Regions from separate parts of the Mus musculus genome. Here regions 1, 2, 3 and 5 are each linked to region 4. A link is a contact called in public HiChIP or PLAC-seq data. All regions are on one chromosome and are shown on one strand. Each heading gives the region's core, a stretch centred on a gene start, on an enhancer-like site or on the middle of the called end of the contact. The rest is flanking DNA. Distances are from core to core; before and after follow the strand shown. Region 1 has its middle 310 kb from the start of Gm20125. Region 2 has its middle 220 kb from the start of Gm20125. Region 3 has its middle 340 kb from the start of Gm20125. Region 4 has its middle 170 kb from the start of Gm32656. Region 5 has its middle 460 kb from the start of Gm20125.

What was found. HiChIP or PLAC-seq counts read pairs in DNA pulled down with a chosen protein or histone mark.
Region 1: a contact with region 4 is called in a RAD21 HiChIP or PLAC-seq map of pro-B cells, with 13 times the contacts expected there. The contact joins two enhancer-like sites. A contact is called at or near these places in 1 of 15 datasets of contacts at CTCF or cohesin (pro-B cells) and 1 of 115 datasets of contacts at active chromatin or transcription factors (large pre-B cells).
Region 2: a RAD21 HiChIP or PLAC-seq map of pro-B cells shows a contact between it and region 4, with 6 times the contacts expected there. The contact joins two enhancer-like sites. A contact is called at or near these places in 1 of 15 datasets of contacts at CTCF or cohesin (pro-B cells) and 1 of 115 datasets of contacts at active chromatin or transcription factors (embryonic stem cells).
Region 3: a RAD21 HiChIP or PLAC-seq map of pro-B cells shows a contact between it and region 4, with 7 times the contacts expected there. The contact joins two enhancer-like sites. A contact is called at or near these places in 1 of 15 datasets of contacts at CTCF or cohesin (pro-B cells) and 1 of 115 datasets of contacts at active chromatin or transcription factors (large pre-B cells).
Region 5: a RAD21 HiChIP or PLAC-seq map of pro-B cells shows a contact between it and region 4, with 28 times the contacts expected there. The contact joins two enhancer-like sites. A contact is called at or near these places in 1 of 15 datasets of contacts at CTCF or cohesin (pro-B cells), 7 of 484 Hi-C or Micro-C datasets (the C10 cell line, ECoMG-derived neutrophils, the HPC-7 cell line and 4 more) and 2 of 115 datasets of contacts at active chromatin or transcription factors (the 230-238 cell line and large pre-B cells).

What each region holds. Positions count from the first base shown.
Region 1 is chr10:16,786,553-16,792,464 of GRCm38.p6, reverse strand. No RefSeq gene overlaps it. Among named protein-coding and RNA genes, the nearest start is that of Gm20125, 310 kb to the left of the region's middle. Within about 2 kb of position 2,529, at least 18 of the 459 cell types and tissues checked have an H3K27ac peak or open chromatin away from gene starts, as enhancers often do. A contact at or near this core is called in pro-B cells, where this site is marked.
Region 2 is chr10:16,872,439-16,878,248 of GRCm38.p6, reverse strand. No RefSeq gene overlaps it. Among named protein-coding and RNA genes, the nearest start is that of Gm20125, 220 kb to the left of the region's middle. Within about 2 kb of position 2,963, at least 20 of the 459 cell types and tissues checked have an H3K27ac peak or open chromatin away from gene starts, as enhancers often do. A contact at or near this core is called in pro-B cells, where this site is marked.
Region 3 is chr10:16,756,170-16,762,079 of GRCm38.p6, reverse strand. No RefSeq gene overlaps it. Among named protein-coding and RNA genes, the nearest start is that of Gm20125, 340 kb to the left of the region's middle. Within about 2 kb of position 1,394, at least 2 of the 459 cell types and tissues checked have an H3K27ac peak or open chromatin away from gene starts, as enhancers often do. A contact at or near this core is called in pro-B cells, where this site is marked.
Region 4 is chr10:17,483,491-17,488,851 of GRCm38.p6, reverse strand. No RefSeq gene overlaps it. Among named protein-coding and RNA genes, the nearest start is that of Gm32656, 170 kb to the left of the region's middle. Within about 2 kb of position 3,446, at least 89 of the 459 cell types and tissues checked have an H3K27ac peak or open chromatin away from gene starts, as enhancers often do. A contact at or near this core is called in pro-B cells, where this site is marked.
Region 5 is chr10:16,635,138-16,640,540 of GRCm38.p6, reverse strand. No RefSeq gene overlaps it. Among named protein-coding and RNA genes, the nearest start is that of Gm20125, 460 kb to the left of the region's middle. Within about 2 kb of position 3,335, at least 23 of the 459 cell types and tissues checked have an H3K27ac peak or open chromatin away from gene starts, as enhancers often do. A contact at or near this core is called in pro-B cells, where this site is marked.

The sequences.
Region 1 (5,912 bases), core at 1,280-3,779, 700 kb after region 4:
TCTTCAAAGGGAACCAAAAGGTTCTCTTCTCCCAGCCTTATATTTTGCCAGATAGGTTTCTTATTTCTCCAGTCTGCCTATCACTTTAATAGCAATAATATTAAAGAATAAAATTTTTACTCTTTAGTCATTATCTAATGATTCATAAAATCTGTCTAGGGTACACAATCTTCTTTTATTTTCTTGATTTCTTCTATGAAACAAAATAGTTTATTCCTATGTCTTGTCATCAGGAAATAGCTTGTCTTAAGGGTTAATACTTCCATATTTGTTTCAAGGCTCTGGTTTTTATCTTTTCTTTTCTTTTTTCTTTTTAACTTAACAGCTTCATACTTTATTTTGTTTATAAAAGATCTTTTATTTTTATGTGTGATAAAATCCAGGTCCAGATCCACAGCGTTAGGAACTATTGAATTTTAGCAGCAAAGTCAAATAGTTTCTTCTGCAGATGTATTTCTTCCTCACTTTCCTTCACTACAAAATGAAGACTGTAAGTCAAGTCTTGCAAGATCTCCATGTGTTCTTTGTGATCCCAGTAGACGACATGCATTCTGCGCAGTCGCAGTCTACTCACTTCTAACACCTTTCCACACTTTATAATTGCATTCCTGCACCTGGTAGTTTCCCCTCGTGTATATGGGGATAATTCTAGCTCCAGTGTAGAAGAGGAAACGAAGCACCCCCCCCTTTTGGCAAACAAAACAGATGTTAACTTTTTAATATCCTTTGTATGCTACAGAGATTATATCTCTTAGTACACATGGCAGGTAAGTTTAGAACAGGATATTCACAGTTTTTGTGTGAGGAAATATTTAGTAATCAACTCTTTTCAAGGAAAAGAAAGTCACTTATTGGTAGCATTGATAATTTTCACATTGATACTTTCGCAACCTGACTATTTCAAGCCACCAGAATATGATCGACCTGTTTAATGTAATTCACGACCCTCATAAATCTGGTCCAGAAAAGTACTGAGAAATCCTGCCCTTCAAATACAGTTTCAATATTAGAATGAAAGAGACTCTCCTGATTTTGTTCACTTTAACTCTTTTGAGGGGGGCAATTTTCCATTGTGGTCTTTCTAGTAGGTTACTTTTATGTTATTCTTATAACAAAGGCTACTTCTCAACTTTGCTGTTACTGTTACTTTATCAAAAATCAATCAGAAAACTAATAATAGCATGTGTTAGATAAAATAGTAGTTTATTTCCCTCTTCCAAAGCATGGCTTGCAGCAGAATTTTATATTATTTTGTATTTTGATTTACAAAAATTTGTATAGGAATTATAAACTTAAAAGGTAATTAAAGTTTGTGAACTGAGGACCTACTGTGATCAAAATAGTAATTTGTAATTATCATCTCTACTATATTTTATTATTATCTACCAAATAAAATACCTCTTCTTAAAGTTACTGTTCTTCTTTTGTAATGCAACCAGTAGTGGATATTTTAGCTTTAGTCATTTTCATGATTTTGCCCTTTCACTAGGCTTTCTGAGGTCAGAAACGTTTTCTAGACTAATCCTTTAAAAGACGCTAGCCTGGGGATGGCTTGAAAATAGGACTAATCTAAAAAATACCTGTATATGTCTTAATTCCTGTGCATATCTTGCTTGGTTTATGCAGATGACCCTCACACCAGCACTGTTTTTAATCATAGACATCTTGGCTGAAATTTTCACAGTAATCTTTACATACTTTGTGTATGACCTTTCTCTCTTATTTAAGATTTTACATTATTTAAGGCATGGCTGAAGAATTACATATTTAACATGACCCCTACAGGTTTTAGAAGTTAGAAACAACAACAAAAATATGTAGGGGTGGTCTCTGCAGGTTTCTGAGCATTTTGTATTCATTTCTGAAGGGAGATGTCTCTATCATTCTGCTTAAACTTTATACTGTATGTCAATTTCAATGTAGAACAAAATCCACTTGCAAATGACACTGTGCTTACACCAAAAAAGGTGATCAAATAGTCATAGGAGCCTAGTCAAATAAATCCTGCATTTATAAAGATAGTATTTCATAAAATAGACTTAATGATGTTTATATGACTTCCTGTGAAAGCAGAAAGAACAGTATAATAATGGTATAAACATAGGAAATATCTGTCCCCAGGGACACATGATCACCATCTACAAGCCTAGAATTCATAGATTTTTGAGGCTATAAGAAAAATGAAAATTTGCTTACTACAGTTACTAAGGAAAAACAGCAAAAATAGTTTGCAAGAACAGACATGGTGCTCAGGTGAAAAGTTTACATGGAATATGACAAATATTTCAAATATCAGTAAGGTGTTTTTAAGAACGTCACAGATCCACTATTTTTTAATATGTTTGACAGACTCAATTTTCCTTCCTCTTCAAGTTGTGGAAGATGTTAGCTTTGAGTCCTCCCTGAGGAATTAGAAAAAAGAAAAAAAAAAAAAGAAAAAGAAAACTTTGATTTTCCCTTGAACTCATGTTCTTCCCCCTGTATTAGAATAGCACAGCAGCTGCTCTCTCGAATCTGGCAAATCCCAAGAGGGCTGGTTGTACTTGGTGATTGTAGTTAGCTCAGCTGCTCTGGGGTTAGAGTTGCTTCCTGCTGGTTCTGTGTCCACAAATATTTGTTAAATAATATGCTGAGAGAAGACATAGAAAGGATCTACAGCTGTGCTGGTAACCTCACCCCAGTATAGTCTAACAAATACTCCCAGAGTGCCTCAGAACACTCCTAATAGTCGACCATTGCTTATGAGCCTCACATGACATTTTCTTCCATATACAGAAGTCCGATTTTCTTTTAACACCCTTGGCTTCTCCTCAGGAAGGAAGAAAGGGTTATTTTTATTATTTAGCTTGGGGAAAAAGCAGTCCACACCAGTCACTTTTCCCCACCCTTTATCTGAGATAGCACCACTTTGGTGTATACTGTCATATCTTTAAATGCTATAATTTTATAAACAAAGTAAATCATTGAGAAGATTGACAACATTTTGGATGATGAGAGTACAGCTAAGAAAACATTCAGGAATCATGTAATTTGTTATCAGGAAGATCATTTCTTATCCCACAACATCAATTCCGTGGGTAATCAATATGGTATTTTGTTTTTTATCTATTTTCTTTTTATCATTTTGCAAACAGTTTAGAACCCTGATTTTGAATGCAAAGTGCTATTTATTGGATGCTATAATCCTTAGTGTAGAAGGAAATTCTTGGAAATTTGAACAAATTGTTTCTAAGTCTATACCAAGCACAAAACACTATCCTCCATAAATATCATCCAATTGTATAATTAACTAATATGATTTAAAGTCCATTTTAGTGAAAATTGTATCTGACTCTTTTCTTGATGTAGCTTTTGAAACTATTAAGCCCCATAAATATTTCTGAGCCCCATATATATTATTTAGGATAAGAATACATACCACCACATACATTAATGTGTAACAGGAGCAAATAAAAGAAGAATGGAAAATTCTCTCTCTCTCTCTCTCTCTCTCTCTCTCTCTCTCTCTCTCTCTCTCTCTCGTGTGTGTGTGTGTGTGTGTGTGTGTGTATGTGTGGTGTGTGTATGGGAGACAATTATATGTGTCTTTGATTACAGAATTAATTTACTCTATGACTTGGATTCTGAAGGGTTGTGTGAGTACTCTAATTGATTCCAAGATAATGGTGCCAGACCTTCCTTACAAAATTAGGCCTTCTTCCCCGTACTAGACTTGTTTCACCATTTGGATGTCTGTTAAATTGATGCTAACCCTTAATAAACTTAACATGTGAATACCTCATATTTCTAAGTGGGAATGCTGAACTTGTTAGAGAACAGTGAAAATGATTTCTGCAAGAAACAAACACAAACTTCAACAACCATATATTTTGTAAAAAATAATTGAATTTATGGAAATATTTAAAACCCCATAACTTTAATACATGGGTTAAGAATCTGGCAGATATTCAGCTCTCAAGAGAATTGGGCAGACTCGTCAGAAGTTCAAGACCAGTAATATGGGCTATGTAGAAGTAACAGATCTCAAGGAAGAGAGAGAAGGTAGAAGAATTAAGTGAGTGAAGGATCAGCTTCATTTTCTCCACCAATTAAAGAATTAAAGGCAGAAAATAAGAGTCATCAGAAATTTGGCTGAGTCATGGAGGAGACAACATATGAAATTGAGGAAACTTGTCTTTGACTTTTTAAAATTATTATTATTTTTAGAGTCTCATTTTATTTTTATTTTTTATTTAGATATTTTCTTTATTTACATTTCAAATGCTATCCCTAAAGTTCCCTATAAGCTCCCCCCGCCCTGCTCCCTTACCCACCCACTCCCACTTCTTGGCCCTGGCATTCCTCTGTACTGGGGCATATAAAGTTTGAAAGACCAAGGGGCCTTTCTTCCCAATGAAGGCTGACTAGGCCATCTTCTGCTGGCATGCTCCATATGCAGCTGGAGACATGAGCTCCTGGGGTACAGGTTAGATCATATTGTTGTTCCACCTATAGGGTTGCAGACCCCTTCAGCTCCTTGGATACTTTCTCTATCTCCTCCATTGGGGGTCCTGTGTTCCATCCTATAGATGACTGTGAGCATCCACTTCTGTATTTGCCAGGCACTGGCCTAGCCTCACTCGAGACAGCTATATCAGGGTCCTTTCAGCAAAATCTTGCTGGCATATGCAATAGTGCCTGGGTTTGGTGCCTGATTATAGGATGGATCCCTGGGTGATGTAGTCTCTAGATGGTCCATCCTTGCATCTTAGCTCCAAACTTTGTCTCTGTAACTCCTTCCATGGGTGTTTTGTTCCCTATTCTAAGAAGGAATGAAGTATCCACACTTTGGTCTTCGTTCTTCTCGATTTACTTGTGTTTTGCAAATTGTATCTTGGGTATTCTAAGTTTCTGGGCTAATAGCCACTTATCAGTGAGTGCATATCAAGTGACTTCTTTTGTGATTGGGTTACCTCACTATGGATGATATCCTCCAGATACATCCATTTGCCCAAGAATTTCATAAATTCATTGTTTTTAATAGCTGAGTACTACTCCATTGTGTAAATGTACCACATTTTCTTTTTAATAAAAGAAATTTATTAGAAATTTAGGAAGTATCAACAAGGTACAAAAGAAAGGAGAAATAGAGAAGATATGCCAGCATGGAGAACAGTCTCACAGCAGGCAGCCACATGATGGACAGGGCATCTTTAGAAGAAGAATAACTATTCCTACTGCACCACACTATGGTCAGCATCCAAAGGAAAAAGACAGGGGGAATGAAAAAGGAACTATGCCTTTCTTTCTAGGCATACCTAGACAAGCTTTATGGTAGCATTTAGAAAATGTACTAGGGTAGAGAATTCTGGGAAGGAAAAATATGCACATTAAGTTGAAACCCCATTCTGCCTGGGGTGGTCCCTTAGACAGATCCTTCAGCAGTACACTTGATCCAAATCATGAAGATACTCCATCCCTGTCTGTAACCTTAGGGAAGAAGGAAAGAAAATTTAAAAAGGGAAACAAGGCAAGAATACAAAAGAATCAGACATCTAGTCTGGATAAAATTTATTGAGGCCCTGATATCTTAGAAACTCAGCAATAACTCTAGGAATATTTTGGTTACATGGGACCATAAAGCCCCTGCAAAATTTGTCCCCTTTATTTCCTACAATTGACTTCAACCGATTGTTGACATTTTCCATCTGGCACTAGTCTTTGATACAAAGTATCTTTGCAATAGTAGGAACTGATGCAGGAGATATCTTTTAAGGATATGCAGGTGCATGTCTCATGTTGAGATGTAAAGTAAACAAAAAAGATGTGTTTATTATATAAGGGAGTTTTCAAAAAATATTGGTATGATTATCTCCCTAGGCAAAGGGGAAAGAAGAGAGATAATTAACATGTTTATGTTCAGCAATGGTATT
Region 2 (5,810 bases), core at 1,714-4,213, 610 kb after region 4:
GGTTCAGTCTCTGTGAGTCCCCATGGTTAGGTGACTCTGTAGGACTCCTTGTGGTATCCTTGACCACTCCAGTTTGCTCAGTTCCATCCCCCACTCTTCCATAAGATGCCCTCAGCTCCACCTGATATTTGGCCTGTCTTATAAAATTTTAAAAAAAAGAAAAGAAGATTAATAAGAAAGGGATTCATTCATTCAAGTATGATACTGTTTTGCTAGTTTAATTTTAAGCTCGACTCTGTCCATCTAAAAGAATGTACTAATTTCACCAGTCTATAGAATGCTGAGTGTGGGTCACATTGTTCTGCCAAGTCAATCAGAAGGATCAGAAGGTAAAGTTCTTGATCTGGCATCCTAGTTAGTTCTGGTGCTGATAATAGGATGTAGGAAAGAAAGCCTTGATGAAGTGAACTGAGTGGGGAGAAAGCACAGTATCAGCCTAGCCCCACAGCAGGGCTTCTGAATATGAGAAGTGGGAGTAGAGACCAGGGATGCCAGGCATTCCTCTTCATGTCTAATAATGTTAAGATTACATTTGAAGGCTAAAGGGTGCCAACTCTGCTTGTAGAATCTGGTAAACATGTAGTCAACTCAAAAAGAAATTAATGTAACTAAGTAGTTTACTCAGGGATTTGATTTTTAATAAACTATTGAATGGTTTTTAAATTTTTTTATTGATTTATAGAGATTTAGAAAAATACTATAGAGGCTTCTCATGCAACCTTAATCCAGTTTTCTCCCAAGGAGTTTGGTCTCACATAAATATAGTACAATGCACAGTGCAACAAGCTAGCATCTTACTAAGCACATGTGCTTCTGTGTCATTTTATCCCATGTGCAGTTCTGTGCAAGAACTACTTCAATCATGAAAAGCAGGTATTTCACAACTACAAAAATATCTTTCATGCCATATTTTCATAGTTATTTTATTCCCTCTTTTCCCTCCAAGTAGCCTCAATAGTTGGCAACCTTTGATCTCTGTTCCATTTCTAGAACTCTGTCTTTCTTATTTTGTTAGATTAATTAAATATATAGTATGTAACCTTTTTGATTGGGTTGTTCAGTCAATTAATTGGATTTTGTCCTCAGCATAATGTCCTGAGATCTATGTGAACGTTGAACCGGTCAATAATTAATTGCATTATTGTTGTTGAATACTATGCCATGGTTCTGAATGTATAATATCTAGTTTAAATATTCAGCTATTAAACAGTGTCTTTACTATTAATATTTCTTTCTATTTTAATTTTATGGCACAGGTTCTTGCCATCTGTTCCAGAATTCCTTCCTGGTACTTGCTTTGTAGTCCTGGCTGGCTTTGAACTCACGGTAAGGCTTCCTAGGTGCTAGGATTACAGGCAGTATTTAGCTATTAAAAATGAAGTTATATTCATGTACTATGATGGAGTTCAAGATTTTATTTCTTGGGGTCAAAGTAATGCATAAGGATGTCCTTGTTACATTGTATGGATCTTGTACATTTTGTTTTCTGTGAAACTATTTGTTTTCCAGGATGGCTCTATTATCATTCTTTATATCATTTCATTTCTGATTAGCGAAGAACAAGGGATTCTATTTTGTTTACATTTGGCCTGCGTTTGTTCTAAAAGATTTAAGCATTTTAGCCATTTTGATGAATATGTTTATCATCACAATATTGCTGTAGTGAGTTTGGCTAATTGCTAGAGATGGGGAACGTGGTTATATATGTGTTCATTCATTCTTGTGCGGCCTTGGATGAACTAGGTCTTTAGGGTTTTACTCATTGTCTAATTACATTTTTATTTTAATATCAGATTTTGAGTTTTTTATTCAAGTCAGGTGAGTTATTTGTCAGATGTGAGACCTGGAAATATTTTCACATTGTGTATTCTCTTTTACACCCACTTGATAGGTAGGGTCTTTTGAAAGACAAAGATTTGAATTAAGGTGACAAATTTTGGAGGCAAATACTTTTAATTTTGATTTAAAAAGTTTTTTGATCATACTTTTATGTTAAATAACTAGTTTGATACCAAAATCAGCTCAAAATGGGTTCTAAAATAAAATGTAAAATGTTATAATTTATATATCACAGAAAGACTTTCTATGTAAAGCTTATTTGTTTCTCTTATTTCCTTGATTTGATAACACAGGAATGCAAGAAAATATAGGCTGTACAAGTGTCATCCAAAATTCTGAAATAGGAAATAGTCTATAATTCAAAACAATTAAAAACCATCTTGATAGCACAATGGAAATTTCTAGGCAATGCTTTATATGATAAGGGGTAGTCAGAAGTTAAGCATAAAAAATTGCAAGACATCATCTTTACTCTGGATGTATGGGTCATAAAAATGCTAGCATTGTGTTTATAATTGCTGTCTATCTTTAATATATCTTATTATATATAAATGGAAGTGTTCTAAATGCCATGAGGACTTTTGACTTCCAACCATTTTATAAAGGCATATCCAACCTATATTCATTGTCATTGGAAATAACTTACATGGACAAATTGTCATTTAAGAATAACTAATTAGCATAGATTTCTTTCACAAGGTTAATTTGGAATCTTGATTATATGTTGTAATCCTCGAATAGTTAGGATATTTAAGCTTAATTGATTACTCGTGTAGGATAAAGAGTTATAGTATTGATGGCAGTGGTCCCAGGCATTTTTCATTATAAAGACACAAACCTTGTCAGTCATAATGTTTGTAGGATATAAGATGATTTTAACTTTTCTACTAAGAGGAGAAACTATGGAAAAACTACTTTTTTGAGGTATAAATTGTTTATTGGAGATACTGGTGAACAATGTGCTCAGTGCAGTTTAGGGAAAGGTGTGGGTCTTTTCTGTCTGTCTGTCTTCCTTTCTTTTCTTTTCTTTTTTGCTTCTTTTTTAAACCACAGAAGCCTTTCTATAGAGGAGGCAGAATAATCTGCTGTAATATGTTCAAGGCCAAACTGAAAGGAAGGAAGTAGCTTTTCCTTCCTCTTTAAGCTGTATTTATAACTTCTATTTTTTTTTTTTTAAATTTGGCTATCTGGTATGGAAATTTTAAAAACTTGAGCTCCACAGAAATAAAAATGTCCTGGATGGGTCATTGATGATAAGAATACTAGTTCATCTCCTCACAGCAAACACTAGAATTTTAATTGGGCCACTTCTTTTTGCAAACATAATTAATAAAGGTGTTGGAGGAATATTGATCTGGAAATTAATTCTTAGACTCTCCTTTAATGGACAGTGCTTAATCCAAAAGCACTATAACTTTTATAAGCAAGGTATCATACATTTTGGTGGTTTTTGAAAAGTAATTGTAGACTAACAATTTTCAAAATTGGGATTAAACAAAATAGATATAATTAAACACTAAACGAAAATTACGGCTGACAGAAGACTGGAGTTAATTGCAATCATTGGGGGCCAGAATTACGTTCTTCTGGTTAGAATATTGACAGAATTTCTCAATAAATCATTCAGAAAACTAAGGGGAAGCAGGAGTATAGATGAGCTGTTGCCAGGCTAATCATGAAGATCATGTATATTGTAAAGACTGGGATACTATAGTTGGATGGTCACATTGGACAGGGGTGGGAGACTGGGATACTATAGTTGGATGGTCATATTGGTCACATTGGACCTGGGGTGAGAGAGGCAGAGGATTGTTTATTACTCCTGACATTTTAGTGGAAATTGAAACATATTTTTAAGAGCAAGCATCCCTTGGGTCAATGGTAACAGGTATCACGGAATTTATTAAATCTCAGTAGAATTGTTTCCATCATTTCTTTGCAAAGAATTTGTTAGATGTAACATTTTCCAGAAGTACTGGGAAAATGTACTCTTTGTGCCAAAAATAAGAGTGAAATTGACTTGAAGCAGAAAGTCCCCATCCCAGCTGAGGAAATGCAAAAAGTAAACAAAGGGTATAAATAGCAGAAGAATGCAAGTCTGTGGTTAGCAATGACGTCTGGATGTCCAGTTTAACATTCTGCATTCTATTCCCAACCCTAGTTACAAACTGAATGAAATTTTAGCGATGCAAATATCCCCACATTTGGATTCTTTTTTAGTTATGTGAACTTTCCATGGGTATTTCATCCTGAATATTTTCAGCTTTGAATCATTGAAATGATGTGTTTGTCAAAAGTAGCCCAAGTTGTCTTTCACTTTGCCATTAGGAATAAGGTTGCATGCTCAACTTCAGCATCCTTAACAACTTTCCTGTGAGTTTTATTTCCCAATCCTGAATCATGATGATGCCACTGTCAATTTCAACTGGAAAAGTCTTTTTTGGGAATGTGTAAGCATTTCTGTTGCGTCCTTTGTGTTTGTTCTTAGTCTGTAGCCTTCAGGATGACTTATTTTCAAATACAACAGATCAAAACCCAATGGGAATGAAAGTTTACAAGGTTTCCCTGGAAATATTTCTGATAGGAAGTATTCACAGAGTTCAGTCATTTTGTACTTTCTTGTATTTAAAAGACTTTTTTAAAAAATTGAAGATAATATCAATAGTCAATAATATAATATTTTGAAAATGTGATTAACTGTGTATGTATATTTTAAATAGAGTAATTTTGAATATCTTAAAGGACCACCATATAATGACATAGGCAGATAATTTTGTGATTAAAAGTCCCTTGAAACATAAAGTTGTCGCTTTTCATAATCTAGATTTGAAACTGCAATGACATTAGCTCTGTACATATGTGTAGTTTCAAACAGTTCATGAAAAGACTTAGGCTACACTGGTTTCACAGCAAGATGAAGCTAGGAGGTGTTAAATGTTTCAGTCTCACACTGAGCCATTATCTGCTTTTTGGCCACATGTCTCCTACAAAGAATACATTGAAAGAACAGGCATTTCAACTAAAATTCCTTGAATTAATATATTTTTTTACAACTATACTACATTTTCTCTATCCTTTTCTGAATCTATTGTACTTTATAGTTAATGCTCTTAATAAAGTAAATAAATATCATTGTTCTGACTGAACATAGAAATTATCTTGATTGTATGTATGAATTTTATATATGAGAATCCAAACTCTTGAGATCATCATATCTTTGTATAATAAACTGCAACCTACAAGTGGAGCTATAAAAGCAGGTACTGGTTTTATAAGCAATCAAGCCATTCTTTAGAACTCTATTGGGTGTCCTTCCTTTCTGAAGCAATCTGACAATTTCTTAGAAAATTTGATTGCAAAATACATGTAATTGCATATTGATTTTATAAGTTATATACAATAGCTTTTACATGATAGATCAACAAAAGCTGCTTTGTGCTTCAGAATATCTTTTGAACTTCCTTGGTCAGTCTATCTATCTATCTATCTATCTATCTATCTATCTATCTATCTATCTATCTATCACCTACATATGTGTCTATATATAATCTACCTAGTTACATTATTATCAATTAAATATATTATCTATCTATTCAAAATTACCTTTATGTTTGCTCAAATTAAAATTGCTAGAGTTGTAGCCAGATGTGATGCTTCAGGAATGTATTCCCAGAACTTTGGAAATATAATCAGGATTATGAGGGGAAAAAAGCGGAAAAGAAAAAACAGCCTTGACTGAAAACCAATTCTGAGGCCAAAATTAGCTACATGAAAATGTATCACGAAATACAAACATACATACAAGCATACACACAAACAAACAAAAATCGCTGATGTAAAGACTTATGCAGCATCAGTTTACTGGATGGAAATTACATAGACCTCCTTGCCCTTAGTTTTTATTTATCTGAAGTGAGGTTTGTTTCATTGTACTTCAGATGATATGAGTGCTTTCTGTCAGCATTGTTTTT
Region 3 (5,910 bases), core at 145-2,644, 720 kb after region 4:
GGATATTTAAGAATTATGAATAACGGCAGTATCTACTTTGTGGCAATTGCTACTTAAATTTTATAAGTGTTAACAATAAATTCAGACAATGGTCTAGGCAAGAAATTTGAGGGAAGAATACAAAAGTCACAGGCCATGAAATTAATAATGGACAACTGAGGTTACATTAAGACTTGTACACAGCACAGGAACTAGGCAACAGGATGGATTGCCAGCAATGGAATTGGAAAGAACATTTTCAAAATCTGTGCTTGACAAAATATTGATGTCTGTTATATAGAAAGAACTAAAAGATCACAAAGCAAATTATCAATAATGACAATAAAAACAATAATGACAATCATGATGCTTATGACAACTTAGAGGATCAACAAGTATGTGGGTAAAGTGCTCATGATCATTAACCAGTAGGGCAGAAAGACCAAAACCCTAACACAACAACTCAATACCATGTTGTGAGTAACAATTACTGAATATACTAAAGTTTTTTTTGACTAAAGGGAACAATGTGTACCATTGATTGGGACATACATTATTGTCTCCAGTATTGAAAATAAGATGGAGAACCATCAGAACTAAAAACCAGAATTGCCAACCAACTCAGAAACAGGAACAATGGGTAAATGTATAAAGAAAATGAAATCACTTCATAACAAAGACATCTGCATTCCAATCTTCACTGCAGGACTGTTCACAGGAGGCAAGAACAATAAGAAACTTAAGTGTTCACTGTCTAATAAAGCAATAAAGACAATATATTAAAATATTTGGTGTAACCTATTAAGCTACACAATGAAATCAATGCACACACACATGTGCATGTGTGGTAACTGATTTACTATAGATTAAAAGTGAGAACATAATGTTAGCTTAAGAAATTTAAAAGAAGTTTAGTACTAAAAATTAATATTAATATTTTAACTTTATGCAGAAAGGCAGAAAAAGAGAAAAGTTGGAAATTCTTTTAACCAAATAAAATCTTTTATAAAAGGGCATATGTATGTGCTGAAGTGTATGCACACACACCATATGCATGTAGGAGTCCATGGAGTTCAAAGAAGGGCATTGGATCACTTTGAATTAGATATAGAAAAAGCAGTCATAAGTTACCATGTAGATATTTGGAAACAGATCTCAGTTTTCTGTAAGATCAGTAAGAGATCTTAATATCTGAACCATCACTCTAGCTCTAAATAAAGAAATTTGGTTAAAATGATGTAGCAAGACATTTAGGAATCTCAGAAAGTATTTAATATGTGGACTAAAATGTGGCCATCATCTATGGATTGGTCTAACCAGTCACTATAAAACAGCAAGAAATGTAGCACACAAAGAAAGTAGAAAATAAATTCACATTACTTACTGCAGCTATGACTATCATAAGAGCAGTGCACATAGCATGACCTGTAACGCTTGAATGAACTACAACACAGTCTGATCTTAATATAGGAAAACATGCTCTAAAATTGCCATCATTCACTGAAAAGTGATTATCTGAAAAAAAAAAAAAAACCCTAGCTTTGCATGAAACTTTCAGAGCTAATTATAGATCTTGATCAAATCAATATATAAATGCAGAACATTAGTACCAGTAACAATAATAGGAATAAAATAAAAATAACAATAATAAAAATTTCAAAATGTCATGCTTCTTGAGAATAGTTTTACAGAAATACAAAACCATCTGCAAGGAGAATTGAAAATAAATCATCCTTATTAAGTGAAAAGGAAAACACATTTAGAGATCTCTCTTTTTCTTATACTAGTGTCTGTATTTAATGCAGTTTTTTAAACTGTAACATTTTCAGCAGGTATTTATCAATGGATGTTAATAAATTGACCTTAAAGTTTATGGGTAAAATAAATAACTCAGAATATTCAAAGAAAAATGGAGCATTTATACTACCAGTTAAAAATCATTTATACTGAAGACATAGTACATATAAAGATGCTCACAGGTACAAACAGAAAGTCATATACAATATATATGCATATATATATGTACACACACACATATATATATATATGAATCTATACTATGATATATATATGCATAGAGGTTAAATACAAGTATATACATGAAGGAACCAATATAAATGTATGTGTCTATTTATGTCAATATATTGCATATCTATATATGAATGTAGATAATATATGTTACATATAAATGTATATATATATACACACATATGTATGTATACACACACACACACACACACATATGCAAGTAAATACACAGAGAGATACAGATAGATAGAGAAAGGTAAAGGAATCCAAATAATATTACATAAAACTCAATTGTTAGTAAAAAAAAACCTACCAATTGTTAAACAAAAATTTAAATATGATTAGCATTAACTCCAAGAATTTTGAATAAAATTTAAAACTGAGGTTCATGTGCTTTTCAATGGAATTTAGTGTGTTGCAAATGGAATCAAATTAAAGGCCCAGTCAGGTGTCCATACCTACAGACACCTGATTCTGATAACAAAGCCAGAAGCACCTTCTGGAGGAATACATCTTCAGCACATGGTGATGGTCAAACGAGATAGCTGCATGTAAAAGAATCCAAATAGATTCTTACTTAACACCTGCACAAATTCAACTACAAAGAGAACAAGTACATCAAAGTACACTCAACCTGTTTGGATAGCCTTGAACTCATTGACATTAAAACGACTTCCTGAACAGAGCCGCAATAGTGAAGGCATGAAGACAAACAATTAATACATGGGACCTCATGAAACTGATAAGCTTTTGCACAGAAAAGGACACTGTCATTCAGATAAAGAAGCAAGCCATAGAATGAGAAAATATTTTTACCAACTACACATCTAATAAAGAGATCATATCCAAATAATATGAAAAACTTTAAAAAATCTATATCAAGAAAACAACTTAAATTAAAAAAAATAAGATGCAGGTATAAGCACAAATTTCTCAGAAAAGGAAATCCAAATGACTGAGAAACACATAAAGAAATGTTCAAAATCCTTACTTTGAGGTTTCATTTTAAACCACCAGATTGTCTAAGATCAAGGAAACAAATGAGATTTCATCCAGGTGAGAATATAGATCCATTGTTGACAGGAGTGCAAAACTTGTACAGCTACTGTGGAAAACAGTGAGGCAATTACTTAGGAGTTTGGGACTCAATCTACTTCAAGATCCAGCTGTACCAATAATAACAGAAGGACACTACATTCTACCTCCTAGATATTTGTTCAACCATGTTTGTGCTCTGTTTACTATAGCCACAAATTAGACACAATCGGTATGTCTCTGGATGGAGAAATGGATGAAGAAAATGTGGTCCATTTATACAATGGACTATTAATCAGCTGTTAAAAAATGACATCATAAAGTATGTAGGTAAATGAATGAAACTTAAAAAAAAATCATCTTGAGTGAGGTATCCTAACCCAGGAAAAACAGAGTATCTATACACTTAGTTGTTAAGGCAATGATAACTATGCAATAATCCATAGACCCATAGAAGTTAAGAATATAGAAGGGCTGGCCAGATGGTTCAGCAGGTAAGAGCACTGACTGCTCTTCCAGAGGCCCTGAGTCCAGTTCCCTGCAACCACTTGGTGTCTCATAAGTATATGTAACAGGATCTGATGACCTCTTCTGTTGTGTCTGAAGATAACTACAGTGTACTCATATAAATAAAGTAAATAAAATTTAAACTAGAAATATGTATTAAAAACGAATATAGAAAGGGGCTAGGCTGAGGTGACAGATATATCTTCCTAAGAAAGTAAGTAAAATAGGTAGTTATGGATATATTATGAGGTGTTGAGTAGTTTAACAGAAGACTAAATGGAAAAGGGAGGATGATGAGGGAGTGGATACTGAGAGGGACAGCAAAATCAAGGACCAGTTGATGAGTAGTATGGAAATTTACTACAGTAGAAGCTTCCTGAAATACATACATATATGAAAGAAATTTAAATGAAATTGAAGCATAATGGGGAAACAGAGTCCCAACTGGTGTTCTCTCTTAATCAAATGAAATTTCCAGTTCCGAAATTTGGTCACATCTAATTGAGTTTTTGGCCATCGGGGTCCCATGGCACCCTCCAAACAGCTCAGGCTGTCACTAAGACTGTAGGATTCTCCCACCAAAGTGACAGCAAGATCAAATTGCTTAAGAAAACCCCTATATAACTCATTGAACATGGAATAGTTGAGCTAGTGCCTACATAGATCCTTCAACTCTATGTGTTAGTCTCTTTGTACAGGAAGGTTATCTGAATTCTACCAAAGGAGAAATTTAAACACTAAACTGTCACAAGTAGTACAAAGGTATCCCTCCTAGGTAAAAAAAAACTGACTTGTAAGAACCACTCTAAGAGATGGAACCCACACCTTACACTTCTTGGGTGACCAATCACCTGAGAAAGGACCTAGAGTGAAACCAAATACTATTGCTATTCTAAATCAATAACAATAAACAACAAACAAACAAATACAAGTGTAGCATAAAATGGATCCCAAGGGCATTCAGCTAAACACACATATTATTCCTTGTTCAGCCACCACCAGAGAACCATATTCCTACAGCAGATGTAAACAAATACAGAAACCCACCACCAGCCATTATGCACAGAGTGTGAGTCCTTGGGATACTCATTCCTCAACATGATGTTTCTACCAAAACTCCTCTCTCTCTTCTTAAGGCTCAGGGAACCATGAAGAAGAGGAATCAGAAAGAGCTTACGAATCTGAAAGGATGGAGGACACTACAAAAACAAGGATCTCAAAATTACCAGAATTAATACACACAAGAACTCACAGAGTCCAAGGGAGCATGCACAGGGCCTGGGAGAATCTCCATCAGTTGGTACCCTAAAGCTGAAGACATAGGCACGTCCCCATTCCTAAACCAGCCACAATCTCCAATTGAAAACCACTTGATAATATAAATTTACTTCTTTCTTCCATGGCAATCTCATCAAGAAAACAAATTACTCTTAGGGGTAGGATGCTACATGTTCAACTGCAGATGGCCAACAGAAAATGAAGACAAGGCATCTTTGAAGGTTTCTTGTCTCATGATGTGAGACAGGGCACTTCATTTTTAGAAAACAACATATCCATATATATGCATAACATTTATATACACATATGCATAATACATATTTATTATCTCTATTATATTATTATATACAGGTCTGAGAAGTATGTATCATTGGGTTTATATTATGACTTCCATCATTTTTATGCGTATGAGTGTGTGAAAGTATGTGTCTCTAATTCTTGTGCCTTCTCTTTGGTTCTTTTACTTCTGTTTATTTAGTCCAATTCTGATGTGTCATTTTTACTTTATCTTATTATATTTTGGTATCATATTATAATATGACATATCATACCATGTCAAAACATATTCCTTTAGAAATCTGTTTATTTTCTAATGAGAGACAGTAAGAGGGTAGTTTCAGATGAGAAGGGAGGTAGCAAGGAGCTGGGAAGTGTACAGGGAATGGAACAGTAATAACAAAAAAAAATTATGTGAGGAAAAGTCTATTTTCAATGAAAGAAAAAAAAGATTTGATAATAGAAATGGTACCAATGTATAAATTGCAACATGAAGATGATTGGAATTTATTTGGTTCTCAAAGAATTTGAAACAACACACTTAAAGCTCCTTTTTTATTAAATGACAGCAATCTAAATATAATAGTCAGCCATATGAACACATAACTGTGAGAAAAAGAACACAAGGATAAGTATTAACAATATAAGAATAAATATTAGTGAAAAGATTTTATGTTATATAATTATAATAAGACATTGTAATATGTCTATGTACATTTTTGCTAATTTTTTCTTAGGTAAGTTATGAATAAGAATTCCCATTTATTGAATATAGTTGATTGTTATGTGTTTTCAATATATTAAATA
Region 4 (5,361 bases), core at 2,197-4,696:
CTTTCTCCACATCCTCGCCAGCATCTGCTGTCACCTGAATTTTTGATCTTAGCCATTCTGACTGGTGTGACCCACCCTAACCTTTAATCTGCTATTTAGGAGTACAGATATTCCCTTGTCTTAGAATTTTAAAAACATTGGCCCATTTCTCTCTGCAACCACAACAAAAACCCAGGGCTAAAGTTAATGAATCTATACTGATTAGGACTTAAGTGTCTCATATATAAGGTAATTAAGGAAACAGAAAATTGTCTCATTAGAGAGGTCAACCCAGAACATTTCTTTCTAAAGGTACACAGAAGTATGTAGAAATTTGGTTTTCAGATAGTTTTTTTAGTAGTCCAAGGAAAACATCTAACAGCATTATATACAGTAATTTGTGAGCAAGGCTGGGCTATATCATCTATGCAGGGTGTGGTGGTTTGAATATGCTTGTCCCAGGGAGTGGCACTATTAGGAGGTATGGCCTTGTTAGAGGAAGTATGTCACTGTAGGGGTGGGCTTTGAGCCCTTCCTCCTAGCTGCCTTGAAGATAGTCTCTCCTGGCTGCACCCAGACCAAGATGTGGAATTCTCAGCTGCTACTCTGTCACTATGTCTGCCTGTACATCACCATGCTTCCTGCTTTGAGGCTAATGGACCGAACCTCTGAAACTGTAACCCAGCCCAATGAAATAATTTCATGTATAACAGTTGGCCTGGTCATGCTGTCTCTTCACAGCAATGGAAACTCTAACTAAGACACAGGGACTCACATTTAAGCTCTTGGCTGAGCTGAGTTCTAATCTGGGGTTTTTAACAAGCTCATTTAATTTCATGCAGTTGTAGAGACTTTATGTTCCTAGATTCTCCTTTTTTTTTCTTTGTTTTGTTGTTGTTGTTGTTGTTGTCTGAAAGATGTGTTCTAAGCCCCTACAAGTCACATGCCTAGGTCTTCCTCATCTGACTGTCTTCAAAGTCAGAAATCTCCCTTGCCTTATACACAAGTATTCTCGTACTTGAGGATATTTCCACCAAGAGAACTTAGCCTTCACTGACTAAGTAAGGTGAGGCTAGATGAGACCTGGGACTCAGTTATAGGTATATTGCCTATAGTACTCTGTTGTGTGTAATTTTAAAATGTTGCCGCCTTAGCCCAGGAGCTGCCCCAGTGCTACCAGCTCACCCCCACCCCCTCCTTTTCCTTTTGTTCCACACTGCTTAGCTCCAGGATTGTCTACCACCAGCCCTAACCCAGCTTCATTTTCTACGCTCCTTTGTTCTGGGAGGGCTCATGCTGCCAGCTCCCACCCAAGACCTTGGAATCTGGGTAAAAGACGCACAGACAGCTTCGTTTCTTTATAACTTTCCTACTTGTCACAATTGCTGAGTGCAGATATCTCCCACCTAGAAAAGCTGCCCTTACCAATTTATTATTTTGTTTCTCCTCCCTCCCTAAACTTAGTGGCTTGTTTCACTTAGCCCCCGCCAAACATTCTTGGCCACCTGTCTGTAGTGGAGGCCACAGGCCCTAGTTCCCCCCATGGCTTTACATGAGTGCTGCATCTTTTTTCCTCCAAAGCATGGCAGAAAAGCCGCTCTCCTTCCTTTGAATCTCTCTTTTCCTCCTGGAGCCGGGTAGTCCCACCTGTACACTCTGCCCAGCAATTGCCCTCCCACCCCCATCCCCCACCCCCGATTCTATATTGACAAATCAAGAACCAACTCTGGAAATGGGGTTAGCATCAGAATCTCTCCTTACAGTATTCCTTAGTACTTCTCATATTCCAGGAAAGAGACCTATTATAGAAGAATGGAGGTTGCTTTGGGCATCTTGAAATCATGGCTACTACAACACTCAATGCATCCGTTTGTCATTTGTCAGAATGAGACAAGTCTCACGTAATGCACATAAAGTACCACAAGTATATAGAGCAGAATCAGAACTTTTCTCTAGGATGGTATGTGTCTACCATATAGTTTAATCAATATTTGATACTCTATTGGGAATCTATATATGCTGATAGCACAATAATTCACTGAGCAGCATTAATCTGTATAAACTTTACATGTTGAAAACAGTTTGGTCCTCAAATCTGATAGTTTGCCAATTTTCTGAGCAGGGGAAATGGACTCCAGGAGGCAATATAAGTATATGCACAGAGTACATACGGGTATATATACGTCTAGTTATTTTGTGCTATTCAGAGGAGAGAAGCCAGAAGAGTTTTGCAGTAAAATACAATCGGAACAGGGAATTAGGCACAAGTTGCCTGTAGTGTGTCCACATTTTTCTTATTTATCAGGGTCCTTGCAGGAGAACATTTACATGTGCTATTGACTCCCCAATCAGCGTATTTCTGTGAATGAGATGGTGCACTTTCGTAAGTACTGCCCTGGTAACCTGCAAATGATGAAGATCGATTCAGACTGGAAGTTCAATACCCTGTTGGGATGGAAGTAACTTCTAGGGTCTAACAGGCAATCTAATTATGTCCACTGAAAGAGCTTCTGTGGATTTACCTGAGAAGAAGAAAAACAAAAGATCTGCTTCCTGGTTATGTAACAGCTTCATTTGAAGCAACTTCAGAACTCTCCGGAGAGTTCTATTTAGAGATGTTCCCATTCCTGTTTCACAAATGGTAACAAGCCGAGGTGTTCTGAAGGAAATTGACTTGCCCGAAGTCTTAGGAAATCAGTTGAAGCACAGGAAAGTTACTACAACATCCCCCCAAAGTCCTTAAATGTCTAAAATCAGACAACCAAGCTAGGTAGAAATTTTAACATGATATTGCAGTTCTAATCCTGATACCCACTTATTGTACTTTATTAGTAGTGCTGCCATTTTCTTTTCAGAATTCTCCAATACTATCATTTTAAAAACCTCTAATAGAACTCCTAAATATTCTATAAGGCAACTGAGTCACTGTAGATTCAGAGAAGCTATGTTTGAAGGTTTTAAGCTTAAACATTCTTTTTTTTCTTAATTGTTAAGTATAAAATTGAATTATTTGAGCAAAGTGATTTTGTGATTCTTTCAATCCCATGTAGGAAGTATTATATTATGTAGTTCCTCTGAACTTCTTAGGAAGGGATGTTTAAGACACCGTTACTTCTTATCTGAAGTCCAGTTCTAAGAACTCCAGAACCCTTGAGCCCTGCTCACCACACTGTTACCAGTAAAGAAGAAGTCAGAGGATGCCAGATATAGCTAAAGGAAGTGAAGGGCAAACCCCATAACACTGTCACAGTATGGTTTAAGCTCCAGTGAAGAAGAAACAAAAGTTGAATCCTGTTAAGGAAGGAAGAATAAGGAAGAGTGGAGAGAATGTCCAAACGATCCAGGAGAAACTGGGAACAAGTGTGTGCCGTGCTTGCTCTGATGGTGCTGGCTAGTTCCCACTGGGATATCACCTATGTAGACATCCATGTAGACATTTAGGAATGATGATCGTATTACACATGGATTTAACAGCAATGTAGTCCAAAAACTGACCACATATCACACGGATGCTGGAGGCCTATGAGATAAGCCTCTAAACTGTGCATTTTCATGATTTTTTTTCAATAAATTGCTATCAAAGTAGAACAGTTTGGAAATTTTCTGACATTAAGTAGGAAAACATAGAACATTTTGAAATGGTGAATTTTAAATTAGGAAACAACAGTGAAGTATCTAGAGGGACAGAGTATACCAAAGGAAACCCACAAACCGCAAGCTAAGACGTTGTTACCCTGTGGACTCACCAAGACAAAATACTTCCCCCTCAACTAGAGCTGCTTTTAGCTCGGTACTAAATACCCACTGTACTAAAAATGTAGCTGCTCTGTTTTTCCAGCTTTTGTTTTTCTTCCTTGTCTGCTGCAGACTCATGTGAGAAATGAGAACTAAATATTTCCCGGATTACTGAGAACCAGAGGTTAGAATCTCCTGAAGACAAGTTTCCAAAACACATGGCTTTGCTGCTTTTTGATGCTATCATATAAATATAATGAAACTCAAATCAAGCAAGGATGTCCTGCTTTGGAACTTTAAATGCATACATGAGAAATATTAACTGTTAATATTGTGATTTTGCTAGAAGCATTAGAACTGGCTGCCTTACACCAGTTCTATTATTATTGTTATTATTATCATCATTATTATTAGTTCCATCACTAGTCATTGGCTAGCTGCTAACTTACAGCTTGTGACATAGCCCTCATTCCATTTTGACTGAATATTTACTTTATTTTATGTGTATGTGTGTGTGCACCTTACATATGTGGGAGTCTATCAAGATCAGAGAAAGACTGGATTCTTCTGAAACTGGTATAACAGACAGTTGTGAACTCTCATTTGGCCATCGAGACCTAAACCTGGGTCCTCTGTAGTAAGAGCGGTAACTGTTCTTAATCTCTTAGCCAACTCTAGCACCCATGCCAAGCTCACAATGCTCTCATTGGATAACCAGCAGCCAGAAAATAGCTGTTGCATTTAGTCATATGCTACATAGAGAATGGTTGAATGAATAAAGTAAGAAATTTACTTTGTCTTGACAGTTCTAGAAACAGTGTCTTGGAGTGAATAATAATCTAATAGCAAGGTTCTGTTTTCTGTATGTTCTAGAACGTGGTCATTAGGTATTGCCTTTAGAAGTCTGTGAAATTTTCAGGGAGGAGATGTTTACTCTATTTGAACATTGACATAAGTGTATGGCCTACACTAGCTAATTGTATTCTTTGTGTGTATACTGTTTACAGGATTTGTGAAATCAAATCAAATAAAATGTATTATCATATCTAAGGAGGGAAAGCACACATGTTGTAGATGGTGCTAGTGATGCCTGTATTTTGATGTTAATTCCACTTTCCTAGGAGGGGTTGTCTGGAGGAAGGAATGAGTCACATACTCAGGTGATCTCGTGAACCTTCCCCTGAATGAATGAAAGGACCAATCACTGGGTGAGTAGGCGGGACTTCCAGGTTAGATAGAGGAAGAGAGGAAGTAGGAGAGAGTTAGGGGCTTTTGGACTGGGATAGCATGAGGACAAGATGGAGCTGCTAGTGTCTCACGGTTTCAATGGCAGATCTACCAGGATTTGCCACCAGAGGACTTAGATTTAATATGACTTACAAGATTAGGATTCTAGTTCTTGCACCCAGTGATTGAGTTACCATTGCTTCTGAACTGAGTTTGTGTTGTGTTTTCCTTCATGTGGCAGTTTGGCTGAGTTCCAGAGAGAAGGGTACGGAGGCAAAGTGTGGGTTTGCCAGATGTGTACCACAAATGGCCATGGGCGTTTTGTAGTTTGGGGCTGGCGAGGTAGTGACCTGCCAGTGGGAACTTAGTGAGCTGGAGAGATTTCCGGAGCTCTGGGCCAGAGAATCTGCTGAGATGAGA
Region 5 (5,403 bases), core at 2,086-4,585, 850 kb after region 4:
GTATCTGGGGTATTTTTCTTTTTAAAATTAAAAGCTGGTATAAAATTCAATGACTGCAAGTGAGGTTATGGAAGTCAGAAGGAATGACACTTGAGGCGATGTGAGACTTGACTCACTATCATGTTTCAGACACTTGATGAGAAACATCTGGTATGTGACCTCTAACAAGTCCTGACAGGGTCAGGTCTCCGGGATTAGTGCAGCGAGCTCCATGCTGCAAGGCATGCATTGATGGGAAGCTTGGATTTCTGGATAGTTTAGAGATTGAGACGTGAACAGTGCTGTAGTATTTATGTTTGGGACCTGTGGATTAGGCTGAAACCAGGAAGACCAAGGCTCAAGTGAAGCCAAATTCAAACTCCATATGGCATTAGCTGAAGAAGAGATTATTTACCATTATTCTCATGGCAGAATGTAATAGTGTCCCGAATGTACCCTGCCATGCATTGATGGGCTCAGCTGAGAAATGAGGTAGTATTTCAAGAATAGCTGGTCTTTACCTTCAGGACTCGAAGAGCTCTGAAGTCAGAAAACACCATATCTAAACATGAGAGCTTACAAACTGGTACTGCAAAAAGGACAACTCTACAATACTTGCACTAAAAAAAAAAAAAAAAAAAAAAAAGTGTTGTTGTATAATAAACAGTAGCAGTGTTTCTGCCTAGCTGTCAATCATGCATATCACATAGCAAGAGTTGTCCAAAACGTGTGTCCTCAACAAAGATTTGAGTCTTTTTTTCTGAAACTAATGTCTGTTTTTATCTTTCAAATGTTAAGTTTACAGGATTGTGTTGTTTTGGTTGCTTATTTTGATTCATGATGAAGAACAAAAAATTGGAGATTCTTGTAATTTGCATGCCCAGAGGCCTGTAATTATGAATAGAAAGCTGTATCTAATTTTATAATACTATTTTCTTATTTTGTGATTTTGATAATTTGCAGCAATTATAAACATATGAAACAGAAATGTTGTTGTACATACACATGATTCAGAAAAAATAAATTGTTCTTCAAATTTATGTCTCTAAAAAAACCCAAAACCTTAAACCAATATTCCTGTATTAATTTTTAGATTATTTGATATTTGTATAAAGTACAGTGACTACAATTCAAACAAGGGGAATTACAACTTCATGTACATATAGCTAAACACAAATGGAATATCTATTTTAAAGGATGAAAAGTTAAAATCTTAACATTGCATATAGTTAATAACATAAAATGGAACTCAATATTATATACATCTAAACCTATAGTATAAGGCTTTAAAGATAGGTGTCATATTCAAAATTAACTACTTGAGGTTTAGGGTATAATTTCCAGAGAATATCATATTTGAAGCAATAACATCTTTGTCTTTCCTAATTGTGGATGGAAATAAGTATTTTTTCTCTATATGATAAATTAATAAACGTTTGGGGTGGGTGACAACTGCACATAGCCCAATTAAAAAATATATGTATATATGAACATGTATATAGTTGGAAAGTTCAAAGAGCACAAAATAATTGTTCAAGAATGAGATTATCTTAGGCAGTATAGGATTATTATGTTATTCATATTCCTAAATTAGTAATTTTAATATCTATAAAATGTAAGAAGTTAGCACAAAATGTTTTGACAGCAAGTAAAATGTGGATATATTAATATCTGTATATTTATGGTATAATTTGTTTCTTTTTACATTATGTTTAACTTAAACAGATTATGAAATATAAAGACATCAAAGTAAACACTAAAATGCATTATGTAGTGAAGAATATAAAAACATACTTTAAAAGTAATGCTGCATTTATATGTGCTAAGTTAGTATGAATATATTATACTAACATTGTTATTTAACAGTCATTTATATTGCTATGTTATGAAAGTCTGTTCAGCAGTCACATATTTTTGTCAGTGAAGAGAATATAATTATTTTGAATACAACTACTGTTTCATTTATTACACATTTGTTTTCAAATAATATCTCCTCTAATTTTGCTGTCACCAATAAAGACAGAGCTAGTTTAACTTTCTTTTTCCTCTCTCTTTTTGTTCTTCCTTCTCTCCTTTCTTTTCTTGGTTTTCCTTTTTTGTTAATGCCTATATGCCTCTGTAGCTCCTGCCACTAAATCCTCATTTCCATTGGCTGTGTGGCTGAGTCTCTTCCCTCTTGTTCCATTTTTCTGCACTAACAGCATTAGGGCAGTGGAAATGAAATGTTACAGTCAACAGTGTTTAATATTTTTTTGTTCTTATCACTGTTAACACTTCTATTACTATCAAAACGTTTGGATCAGCACTGTCAGTTACACAGAACCTGCTGACACACCAAGGAAAACTTTGATAAACAGTTCTGCTGCGTTTTTCTATATTCTGCAGAGTTCTTATGTCAAAATGTTTCTTTGTTCCTTGGGATATTTATGTTGAAAAAATATATTGTGGTTTGTTAAGGGGGTGGTTTTGTATTTCTACTTGAAGTTTTAATCCTTTACTTCTAACCTCACAGTAGGTTGCTGTAGAAGTGATTAGATTGTAACAAATATAGGATTATTGTAATTCAGGGCAGACAATAAGCTGGGAATGATTTTCTAAAGAACAAAGATGTCATTTTCATGGAAATATAACAACAGTTTCAAAGAAAGGAGCAGGTTTGAAAGAAATAAATATGTGCTTGACTAGGGCAGATTATAAGAAGAAATAAAGACCAAAATTTCAAATGAAAAATTGACAGTTCTGAAAATTTACATTCACTCTTTTCTTTGAGTTCTAAGGCTCTTTGAATGTATGCTTATGGGCTTTCAAGCTTACTGCTTGCATTCATCAGGACCCCCTCTTAAATACCTACATTTAATTGAAAGCGACATTTGACCTTGAACAAAGAACAGCAGTTTCTCATTTATTTTTGTAAGGCAGAGTCATCTTCTACTGCATATTAAATCTTCCTTTGCATGTGAAAAAATGGAATTCCCAAACGTTGTAAGCCCAATGAAATTGTATATGCTACACAGGTTAAATGTTAGATGGCGGCAGACATTATATTGAGGACATTTTCTAAATAAGTTAAATATGGAAAATAACTGAGCAAATTGTCAGTATTTTCAGAAAATATTTCCCTCCCTTTCACACTGAGTGTGGGAAAGGGATTCTCAGTGCAAGATGAACTTCACTTAGTATGTGTCAAGTTACTACAGAGGACAGTTGCTTATCCTCAAAGAATAATGCTGCTTTGACAAACTTTTGAATGGTGAGAGTTACAGAGACAGTTTTCATCCTCCACTCCCATGACATGCCATTTTATAGCTCTGCTGATGAGCACACAGCTCCATCTGGGGGCAGAGCCAGAGGGAACATTTTTTGTCTTGGCTGGATGGCTGTCATCATTGTGCAATAGAAGCTTCCTGTGTCAACAGCACTCATCCATAGCCCATTCTTGGTCATACTTCTATCTAGTTTATTTCATGACATTCTGTAAGGTCATGGTGTTCATTCTAAAAGCCCTTCTGTAGGAGTCTCAGAACCTTGTAATTGGTTCTTCTTCTCTAACTGTTCTTCTGTGTCTACACATCCATTCCTTCTGGCTTTTTCAATGTAGCTTGTATTTTTTTTTCAGATCTAAATTACAGAACATTTTCAATTCACCTCCAAAATTATCTGTACTATTTGCACTTCTCTTCCTTATTCTTCATCTTTATTTCCTGTCAGGTCTACATTCTTATCTTCAAGGGGCTGGACTACTCTAATGATCCTTGGTTCTACATATTGGGTCCTTTCTCCTGAAACAATGTATTCTCTCATTCCCACCCTTTTCATTGGTTATCTCATGGCCACACCCAGACAATATACCTGAAGTTATTTATTTGGCATTGCTAACCTAGCTTCTTTTCACTTCACACTTTGGCATCTAAGAGTATTCCTTCCTCTGCATCAACACACATGACTGATTCAAATCAATAAATTCAAATCAATAAATTGAATAAGTTACAAATATAATTTTTTATTTACCCTCACTGTAATATCATGACTAATTATGTCTTAGTAATGGCTACTTGAAACACAGAACCAGCATTCTAATTACCATTTGCCAATACTTAATCTACCATTGGCAATATGTAATGTGAGTGTGTGCACAAGTATGCATGTATGCGCGCACACACACACACACACGTGTGTGTGTGTGTGTGTGTGTGTGTGTGTGTGTGTGTGTGTGTGTGTATTTGTGGTGCAGATGTGTGTCAAGAGGTTGCTATACACATAAGTATGGATGGACATAGACTCCTTGAATGTCGTACTTTCAGCATCTACCTTGCTTTTTGAGACAAGGTCTCTCACTGACACAGAACCCACCAAATAGGCTGCTGATCCTAGGAATATGGCTATCTCTGTCTTAGCAGTAATGGATCACAGACATGTGCTCATGGACTTGGGGTGATTTGTAAGACATTTTCCCTTGCTGAACAGTATGATCTGTAGCCCTTAATCAACATCCTTTTAACTGTTGTTCCAAATAGACACGTAAGCGACAGCATCGTTCTGCTCAGAATCTTTAGTTGCCGCCTGTCAGGAGCAGGTGACTGAGTAGTATATGGTTTAAGTGATGACTTCTCCACATAGAAGGTGTGGAATTCAGCCAGCCTGTTGATTTCTTGCTGTGCCTTTTCTTACTTATTTCTTCAATTGTTCTAAACGACTTGGAGGTTGAGTTGGACAACATTGTGCTTTTTTTTTTTTTTAAATCAGTAGCATCACACATGTAAGTAGTAAAAAGATCCTGACTTTTGTCATTTTATTATTACATCTATTATAAATGTTGTCACTGCAACTATCATAGGTACTGTGATATGAAATTTAATCACTAAAGTGGTTGCACTAAGCAGCTGTGTCTACGGAGCTTAGGAAATCATGAGAATGGAATCCGTGTAATTGCAGTTGGTGATCTTTTAAAAGAAACTGAAGGGAGCATTGTGTTTTACCTTCTTTTTTTTTGTTTTCTGAGGGTTTCACAAGTGTTGCTACCTGGAAGTAGAGATTCACTGGACATAAAATCAGTCTTTTGTTTGTATTGGAATTCTTAAGTTTCAGAAGTATGATAAAACACACTACTGTGCATAATAATTTTCCATTTGTGGGTACATTTTCTTAGCAACATGAGCACAATGATACCATAGGAAATAACCATGGTACAACATTCAGTTTTTCCTATGTACAGTTTTTGACCTTCTTACTACTCATCATGATATTCCTCTAAAATCAGTCTCTTCCTTACTCCTTGGGTATTCAACATACTGGATTGTTTACAGCACATCTTCAATGTGTTTACTCTCTTTTATCTTGTTTACCAAACCTTCCTTTCTCTCTCATTCATCTCTGGAAGAAGTGACTTTACTACATAGCTAGGTAGTACATTGCAACTCTATTATT